2 separate regions of the Gossypium hirsutum genome follow, and region 2 is linked to region 1. The links are chromatin contacts, called in public Hi-C maps. All regions are on one chromosome and are shown on one strand. The core of a region is the stretch at or near the end of the contact, and the rest is flanking DNA. Distances in the headings are between cores, read along the strand shown. Region 1 has its middle 16 kb from the start of LOC121205531. Region 2 holds the start of LOC107919891 (serine/threonine-protein kinase SAPK3).

Region 1 (4,358 bases), core at 1,032-3,531:
ATGAACACCTCCAGCACAAGATCGTTCACCTATTTATAACATAAAAAATTATTTAGATTTATATAAAAAAATTTAACATAATTAATTAAAAATAACGAATATTTATAAATAACGAATTACCGTTGCTAATTGGGCGGTGGAAATATGGTTGCCACCAAAGAAGATTAGAGAGGCATCCATTCTCGAGAAATTGATCCGAACGAATAAAATACGATATAATTAAAAAATAATATTCTAAAATGAAAATATAAATAAATTTTGAATAAAAAGTTTGAGAGAGTTGAAAGAATGATGTGAATGAAAAAAATGAAATTTGAGGGTATTTATAGGTTTAAAAAAAGTACTGTTGGATTTTTAAAAAAAATTTACCGTTTGGCACGGCAATGGTCAAAAAGTCGTTGCAATTACCATTGAGGGAAAGCACGTTTAACTGTGCACGCTTTACTGCCATCTGTCCAAAAAGCGCCCTCAGTTGGACGCGCTTTCCGTTTCTCTCTCTTAAAACCGGCTTATTTCTCTAATTAAAGTTAAAGTTGGCCTAAAGGTCTAATTAAAAATTAAAATCAGTTTATAGCCCTTATTGAGCCTTAACATTGGTATTTAAAAAAAATACCAAATTAAAAGGAGTAATATATATGTGTCGTTTTTTTAATATTTATGGTTTTAGGGTTTTTTTATATTTATGAGAATATGTTATTTCTGGAGAGAGAGTGTGAAATCTCCTTTGATTAGATGTCTAAATATTAGTGCTTTTGTCCATGAGTCTACTTACATTTGTATTTTTAATTTTATGTTGCTTTAAGCTTTTTTTTTTAAAAAAATTTAATATAGCACATTAACATTTTTTGTTAGAAGATTAGATAATTGTAATTTTATTTTTGACTCTCGGGTTCAATTCCTTTTATAAGCATTTTAATATTTATTTTTTATTTCATATTGTTTCAATTTTTTATTTTTAATTAACGTTTATAATTCATAAATATATTATTTATTAATATATTATAATTAATATATTATTTTTTGGTTCTATGATTTTTTAAAAACATGTTATTCGTATTATTATGTTAAAATTAAATATATATATATTAAAAAATTATGAAAAATATAAATTAATAAAAAAAATAATGTTTAGATCAAAAATGAATCTAAACAGATGGTTATCTAAATTCAAATGCATTTAAACAACTATTTATCTAAATTCATTATAAGAATATATTTTTTAGTTCTTTTATAAGTATATATATTTATTATGATTAAAGCTAATTTAGATATATGTAGATTCAACGTAATTATTAATTTCTAAAAAGGAGTAATTATTCTATCCACGTGAAGTGGAGGAAAAAAACTCTAAAAATAATTGGTCTAAGATACTAGACCATTAAAACTAGAGCTGATCATGGGCCGGGCAGCCCGGCCCGGCTCGAAGGCCCGCCCGAAAAATGGGAAGGTTTGGGTAAAAACATAGGCCCGAAAAATGGGCTTGGGCAAAAAAACGAGGCCCGTTTAGAAAACGGGTCGGGCCTCGGATAAGAGTTTTTTGGCCCGGGCCCGGCCCGAATTATATATTATTATATATATTTTTTATTTTTTAAAATTATTTTAAACTTTTAATATAACTATTTTTTATTATATTGTTAATTTGTGTATTGTTTTAAGAATTGTTTTAGTATTATTTTTATTTGTTTTAATATTTGTTTTTATGTTTTTAAATATATTTGATTTATTATATTTTTAAATTTTTTTATTTAATAAAATAAGAAAAAATATTAATATGGGCCGGGTCGGGCCGGGCTCGAGCTTAGTAATTTTATTTCGGGCAGGGCTTGGACAAAATTTTAGGCCCATATTTCGGGTCGGGCCGGGCCCGGGCCTAGTAAATGGGCCTAAAATTTTATCTTGGCCCGGCCCGAACCCAGCCCGGCCCGGCCCATGATCACCTCTAATTAAAACACATAGCATCATTTGTAAATTATTATTTTTAACTTTATTAAAAAGGGTTTAGATGGACGATTAAATGCAGTATGATGCGGTGCGTTTAGTTTACTTTTTATCACGCTATAATATTTAATTTAACCAACACTGATATTTTTACATTAATCACAAATAAACGTACCAGCCATCTAAACCCAACCTAGGATAATATCCCCTATTAAAATGGGTCTCAATAGGGAAAAATAGACCTTTGTTAAAGATGAACACCCAGGAGACATGTTTGGTACAAGGTATTGGGTAATGGGGTGAATAATCATTTTGCACATTTATGTATATGCTTAAGCGAGACAGGACCAAAGTCGCTTTAAAGTTGAAAGCAGTAGATCTAACGAATCTAGATATTGTTAGGAGGTTTGTCATTAACTGCTTCACCAAGGACCACAACATTTTTTTTTCTTCAACTCAATCATCATTTTGTCTGATCCAAGCGGCACCATCCCAAATTTGTCCATATGTTTAACTTGGAACATGTAATAAAACACTAAAATCTAACTCCCAACTCATATTTCCCACTAGAAAAATCATTTGATTACAAATGGAGAATACCCGAATGGGTCAACTTGAATGCTTATGCAAATTTAGTATAACACTAACCAATCCTAACCTTATTTAGGGCTTTTAGCCACAAACTTTGTTCACATAGAGAAGCTCAATGTCACAAACAAATCCTGCAAACAATTGTCTTTCGACTCTATGAACAAATTCCCTAATCACGCAACAACCTCGTCTACTTTGGAATTAAAAACAAAGCTTGGAAATGTTGTTGTTATGTCCTTGCAGTATTCGTATTACAGAAAGGATGAGCTCCTGGGCCAGTATCGTTTCTAGGTACATTGGGTATAACATTGTTAAACACATACCTCAAGTAGGGGAGAGTCATGATTTTCAACAATGATGGATTACGGGCAACCAAGTTTTGCCATTCTAATATATCTATCTTCCCATCCTAATTAATGTCGGCATCCAAAAACGTCTGTTCATAAATCCACACATCTCAGTAAAATGTTACATTAAGTAAAATTCCACCAACAGAGTTAAGATACAAATATTCATATAAGCTAAGACTACCAAAAGTGATAGTGCTCTAGAATAACATATTTTTATGTATTAATCATGTGTTTATTCTGAGCTTGATCCTATTAATTTGAGTTATTTATGTCTTTTTTTATCGATTAGGGGCTGATTTGGAGGCAAAAGCAAAATTAAGGGACAAAAGTGCGAATTTGGAGACACAATGGGCTGATATGCCACACAGGAAAAAGATTGTGCCAAAAGTGCGAGCATGGAAGACACAAGGACTAAAAACGCAAAAAGAAGAGATTTTATTTTATAAGACTCCATTTTATTTGTATTAGGATAATTAATATTAAGATAATTATTAGGATTATTTAATTTTAAGATTTAATTTTAATTATCTTTATTTATCTTTAATTAAATGTATTTATCTTTTCAGAATTTAAGTTAAATTAGACTATCTCCCTAGCACTATAAATAGGGGGTGAAGTGGCTCTATTTGGTGTTCATCTTTTTTCTGTAAACACTCTCCCCCTGAAAGTCTAGGCTTTTGTTTCTTCATATTTTCTTTCAATAAAATTTCCTTTTCCATTTTTATATTTATTTTCTTTTTCAACATTATCATGAGTCACTAAAACCTATCTAGCCGAAGGTTGTCAATATTCCCCAAAAAGGGTTCTTGAGGCCTAGAATCCGTACTTAGCCTTCTCGCCAAGTATTCATCGTTTCTCCGCACTACAGGCTGATGCTTCTGTCCATGGCCCTTAAGAAGTAAGTTTTTCAGCATATGCAAAGGCAGCCGCTTTGTATGTTTTGAAAGGATTGCACAGTCGGTTCGTTAACTTACTGCGTTAGAGGTTGGCGAGCCAAAGAGACAAAATGGCATGAGATTCGCTATTGAGAAGAGTTGATCTAGCATAGATTACTGGCTAGAGTTAGATTCCCTAAAAATCGTAAGTCTAATATTTAGAGCTGGTGGTCGTAGGCGTCCTCTTCCATTGTAACTGGCTTACTTTAGTTGAGAAGGGTTACTTAAAAGCCAAGGACTGAACCCAAGGCGAGACAACCGGAGGCTGGAATCTCGCCATATAAGAAACTTTCTCTTTTCATAACTCTATTTATTTTTCCTTATTTTAATTTCTGCAATTTATTTAATTTCGTAATTTCAATTCACTTCAAATTCTGTTTTTATTTTTCCAGATTCTTAATTCTATTTTTTTATTTTTCAGGAACGCAGGTTTTCTTGGCCAAGAAATTATTCAGGATTTCAAGAAACGAGAATTCATACAATCCGGTCCCTGAAGATTCGACCCTACTTCCCCTTTACTGTTATTTTTACTATTTTACAGAGA
Region 2 (4,463 bases), core at 1,581-4,080, 50 kb after region 1:
TATCAAAATGTTAAAAAAATTATAAAATTTAAACTATCAAACTTATAAAATTAGAAAATAATAAAAATATTTAATTTTTTTCAGTTTTACTTAAAAATAGGAATAAATTTACTTCTTAATCACCAAATAACTATTTATTAGAAGGATGGAACCAAGGGGTCAGAGTTTGATCAAGAAAATCAAACTTAACCACGCTCTAATGATCTAGATCAGAACCTTTGGATGATCATCTGTAATATATAGACACGCGTCTCTGTACAAAGGATTTCCGAAAGCTGCGAACCGACCAGTAAGTCGTGGGACCCCAGTTCTAGGGCGTCCCCATTTGGAAATAAGAACAAGTAGCATCTTCCCATCATTTTTACCTTATACTTGCTTCTCATACTTGCAAAACTCAGCACGTCAACATATGATATTTTAATAGGCCCAAAATTTGTTTTTAATTTACATTAATTGTGCCACATGAAAAAATTTATGTATTTAGTTTATAAAAAATTATATAAAAATTTAAAAGTCTTTATTAGCAGAGAAAATTAAGACAAAAAATATTTAATATATTGATAATGTATTTTTTTATTTTATAAGTATTTAGTATTTAGTATACTAATAATACGATTATATTTTTAAATAATATACTATTTTTTAAATCTAAATTCAAATTTTAAAATATTAATTCTTAAACCCTAAAACATGAAAAAAAAATATATTGGAAATGAGTAGAGCGTGGTTTTAACGAGATAAAAGGGCGCGTAAACCGACATCTTCCGTGAACGTCAAATGCGGGCAGTTTTGGAGGTACCCCCCATAACTGGATAAAATATTTCGATTCTGTTCTTACAGAACCTTTACGTTATATTAGGTAGTCAAAAGTACACATAATAACCCCACGTTACAGTGCACGCATTTACGTAAGGGCCCCATGCGGACGTTAGCCCAGTAGTATTTCCTTTTCATTTAACTAAGCCGCTGTCACATTACATAACACATACATAGTTGATGACCCAAATTTTAGAAGCTTTTATTTTAGTCTTTTAAAATAAATTTTTTACAATTTGGTCACTTAATTTTTAGAGTGTTTTTATTTTAATCATCTAAACATTAAATTTCTAATATCGGTTAACTGTAAATGCCAAATCAAGTTCACACTTTTTATTTTGGTTACTCAAAAAATATCATTTTTAAGTATGAATTGGGTGTAAAAAAGTAAATCAATGACTAAAGTGAAAAAGTGAAAAAGTGATAGAAACTATAATAATAGAAATAAATTATCAAATTGTAATTTGGGTTTTGAAATATAATTTTTTTTAAATATTAAGATTCAAAGTTATAGTAACAAATCGGTTGATATTATCAATGAATACAAAAATTTCAACAATTTATTTAATTTATCTTGATGTTTTGAAATTATTTTCAAAAACTATCAATGAAAATTACTGTCTTTATTACTTGTTTGCGAAACCCAAATTTATTTTGATTATGTTATCTTAAATCTTTTATGCTAAACTAAAAGTAAAGAAAAATTATTACAATTAATTTAATTAATTAATTTTATCTTCCACTCCACATAAAATTCATAATTTTTAATCACTTATTTACCTAAACAAAGAATAATCAATTAATTTAATTAATTGCAAGTACTTTTTTCCACTTTACTTTAACTTAAGATGGAAGATTTGAGATTAAAGATGATCTAGACAAAAATTAAATATAAATTATTTGAGTTGATTTCATTAAGAATGATTTAGAAATATAAATTAAAATTTAAAAATTTAAAAAAAGATTAAATTAATTTCAATAAGTATTTTCTTTCACTTTAATCATTGATTTTTTTACCTCAATAATATTTACAAAATATTTTTAAGTGACTAAAATTAAAACAACAAAAATAAAATGTAAATATAATATGACTTATACAATTAACTACAGTTATAAATTCCAAAGCTTCAATGAACGTTCCCCTGGTAGTTAGTTTATTTTGTGCGTGTGTTTTTGATGTCTTTGTCACTGTTATCCGACACTTCACAAATCCAGAAGGTCGGCTTTCACTCCTAAAACGTGTCTTTGAAATACATTGCTTTTTCTTTTTCTTCTTAGTTTTGTTTTATTTAACCAATTCCCTCTCGCTTTCATACCTACACTCTTTGGTATATTTAAAATTTAGTTTTTATATTTTTTATATTGTAAAATTTTATCCCTCATTTTTTTAAATGATAAAATTTAAATTATTTTTTATTAGATTAAATTATGTAATCTTTTTAAAACCTTGATATTCTATTTTAAAACTATACTAAATAACTTTATTAAGGACAAATCAATTTTTTCAAAAAATTTTTTGAAGTGTTATCTTCGGAGACGCCGATATAATTTTTTAACAATAGAAGGTATTATCTCTCGGGAAGGGTTTTATTCCTCTTCACAAAGAAACGTATACAATTCACAAAAGAGGACTACATGACTGTAGGTAAACGTACAACTACTTACCAAAAAGCAACATTAACACCTCACACTTGTTGAGATTTTAACCTTTAATCTATTAAATATAAACCTCTCAACAACCATACAATTTAGATTGAAACAAAAAGCCTTACAACTCCATATTGAAATTTTCTTATTTTGTTATTTGCCTTTCGGACATGTAATAGTAATTACATATTTTAGAAACATCACATAATTTAATCTAACAGAAGCAATTAGATTTTAATTATTAAACATCTAAAGAGCAAAAGTAACTAAATATTAAATATATAATAGTAGAAGGATTAAGAGAAGAATTATACAATTTTTTAATTTTGTTGAAACTCTAATTTTTTCTTTTTCTTTTTCTTAACCTTATCAGTTCTGGTTTGTATATACATAAATATTAGTTTGATAAAGGGAAGAAGTTTATAAAATGGCTTGACTTGTAAGCTTATAAAAAGTTAGCTGGTTAGGTGGTCTTCTACCTTTCAAGGACTGTTTCTTTACAGTTTTCCTTTTTGTTTTGTCTATTTTGGAATATATAGAGCATATTTCTTGGTCTTGGTCTTACTGTTTAAGAACTCTTAGAAAGAAAATTTTCTCTTTTCATAGGTTTTTGATCTCTAAAAGTCTTGTTTTTAGTGTAAGTTTTCACATTTTCTTTTTAATTCCTTTTCTCCCCCCCTTTTTTTTTGTGGTGTGATCGATGGAGGAGAGATATGAGCCAGTGAAGGAGCTTGGATCAGGGAATTTTGGAGTCGCAAGGCTGGTGAAAGATAAGAAGACAAAAAAGCTTGTTGCCGTCAAATATATTGAAAGAGGAAAGAAGGTAATTTATATTTTTTTCTCTTAAAGATGGTCTCTTCTTAGATCTTTTTTGTCTGCAACTGCAAATTGATCATATGAAAATATTGATGTTATATGATTTGACAGCATTTATATGAGCAGAATCTGGAAAAAAAAATTAATGTTTTTGAACATGGAAAGGAGTTTATGTTTGATTTCGAACATGACTGTCTATTTGCTTGAATATATTACAATCTCTCATTTACAGATCAGATTGAGACAAGTACTTAATTTTTGGCCTTTCTCGGAAAGCTGCTTTGATTTTTCCATGTCTGGAGATTGGTAAAACACGGCTTGTATAATGTCTTCAATGGCATATTTAGGGATAATAAGAGTGAGACAGCAAGTGTTTATTGATATTTCTGTTTGAGCTAGTCGATGTTATATAGTGAAAGTGAAGTTATTGTTGAGAAGAAAGATGTGTGGTTGTTTATAAACAACAATAATGTTTTACCTGTAAGATAATGACATTGCATTAGTCTGCAAAATCTTAATTACATGTTAATGTACTTATGCTTTTCTGTTTTGGGGTTTCAGATTGATGAGAATGTTCAGAGAGAAATCATTAACCACCGATCTTTACGACATCCAAACATAATCAGGTTTAAAGAGGTGAGAAATTGATTTTATTACATATTAGTAGCTATGTTGTTGGAATTTCAGGTTTGAACATCAATTGGCTATTAAACATTCTTTTAGATGATTAATCTTATTTAACATAATTGACTCCACAATTCTTTTAACTTCACATTTCTCTGCAGGTTGTGGTGACTCCAACACATTTAGCTATTGTCATGGAGTATGCTGCCGGCGGTGAACTCTTCGAGAGAATATGCAGTGCAGGTCGATTTAGTGAAGACGAAGTGAGTTTATATCTACATTCAACATGTTGAGTTGATCTTTCTTCCCCACCTGTTAATTTGCATTAACGTTCAACTTTACGACATTTGTCCATCTGACAGGCTAGGTTTTTCTTCCAGCAGCTAATATCTGGTGTCAGCTACTGTCATTCCATGGTATGTTATATGAATATCACTTTTGTCAGAGTCTGTGTGATTTTGACTTTCTTGCCTCATTCAATATTTCTGCTGCAGCAAATTTGTCACAGGGATCTGAAACTAGAAAACACACTCCTGGACGGAAGTCCAACACCACGTCTT

What was found. A called contact is a pair of places that touch in the nucleus more often than the background predicts.
Region 2: a Hi-C map of leaf shows a contact between it and region 1, with 1.7 times the contacts expected there. The contact joins the promoter of LOC107919891 here to the enhancer-like site in region 1. A contact is called at or near these places in 8 of 34 Hi-C or Micro-C datasets (callus, fibers, leaf and 1 more).

Annotation. Positions count from the first base shown.
Region 1 is chrA08:113,391,695-113,396,052 of Gossypium_hirsutum_v2.1, forward strand. It overlaps the pseudogene LOC107919697. Among protein-coding and RNA genes, the nearest start is that of LOC121205531, 16 kb to the right of the region's middle. Within about 2 kb of position 2,282, at least 1 of the 9 cell types and tissues checked has an H3K27ac peak or open chromatin away from gene starts, as enhancers often do. A contact at or near this core is called in leaf, where this site is marked.
Region 2 is chrA08:113,440,945-113,445,407 of Gossypium_hirsutum_v2.1, forward strand. It overlaps LOC107919891 (serine/threonine-protein kinase SAPK3), which reads left to right and starts at 2,831. Exons shown (of 9, transcript XM_016849313.2): 1 at 2,831-3,286; 2 at 3,841-3,915; 3 at 4,065-4,166; 4 at 4,266-4,319; 5 at 4,398-4,463. The coding sequence starts at 3,164.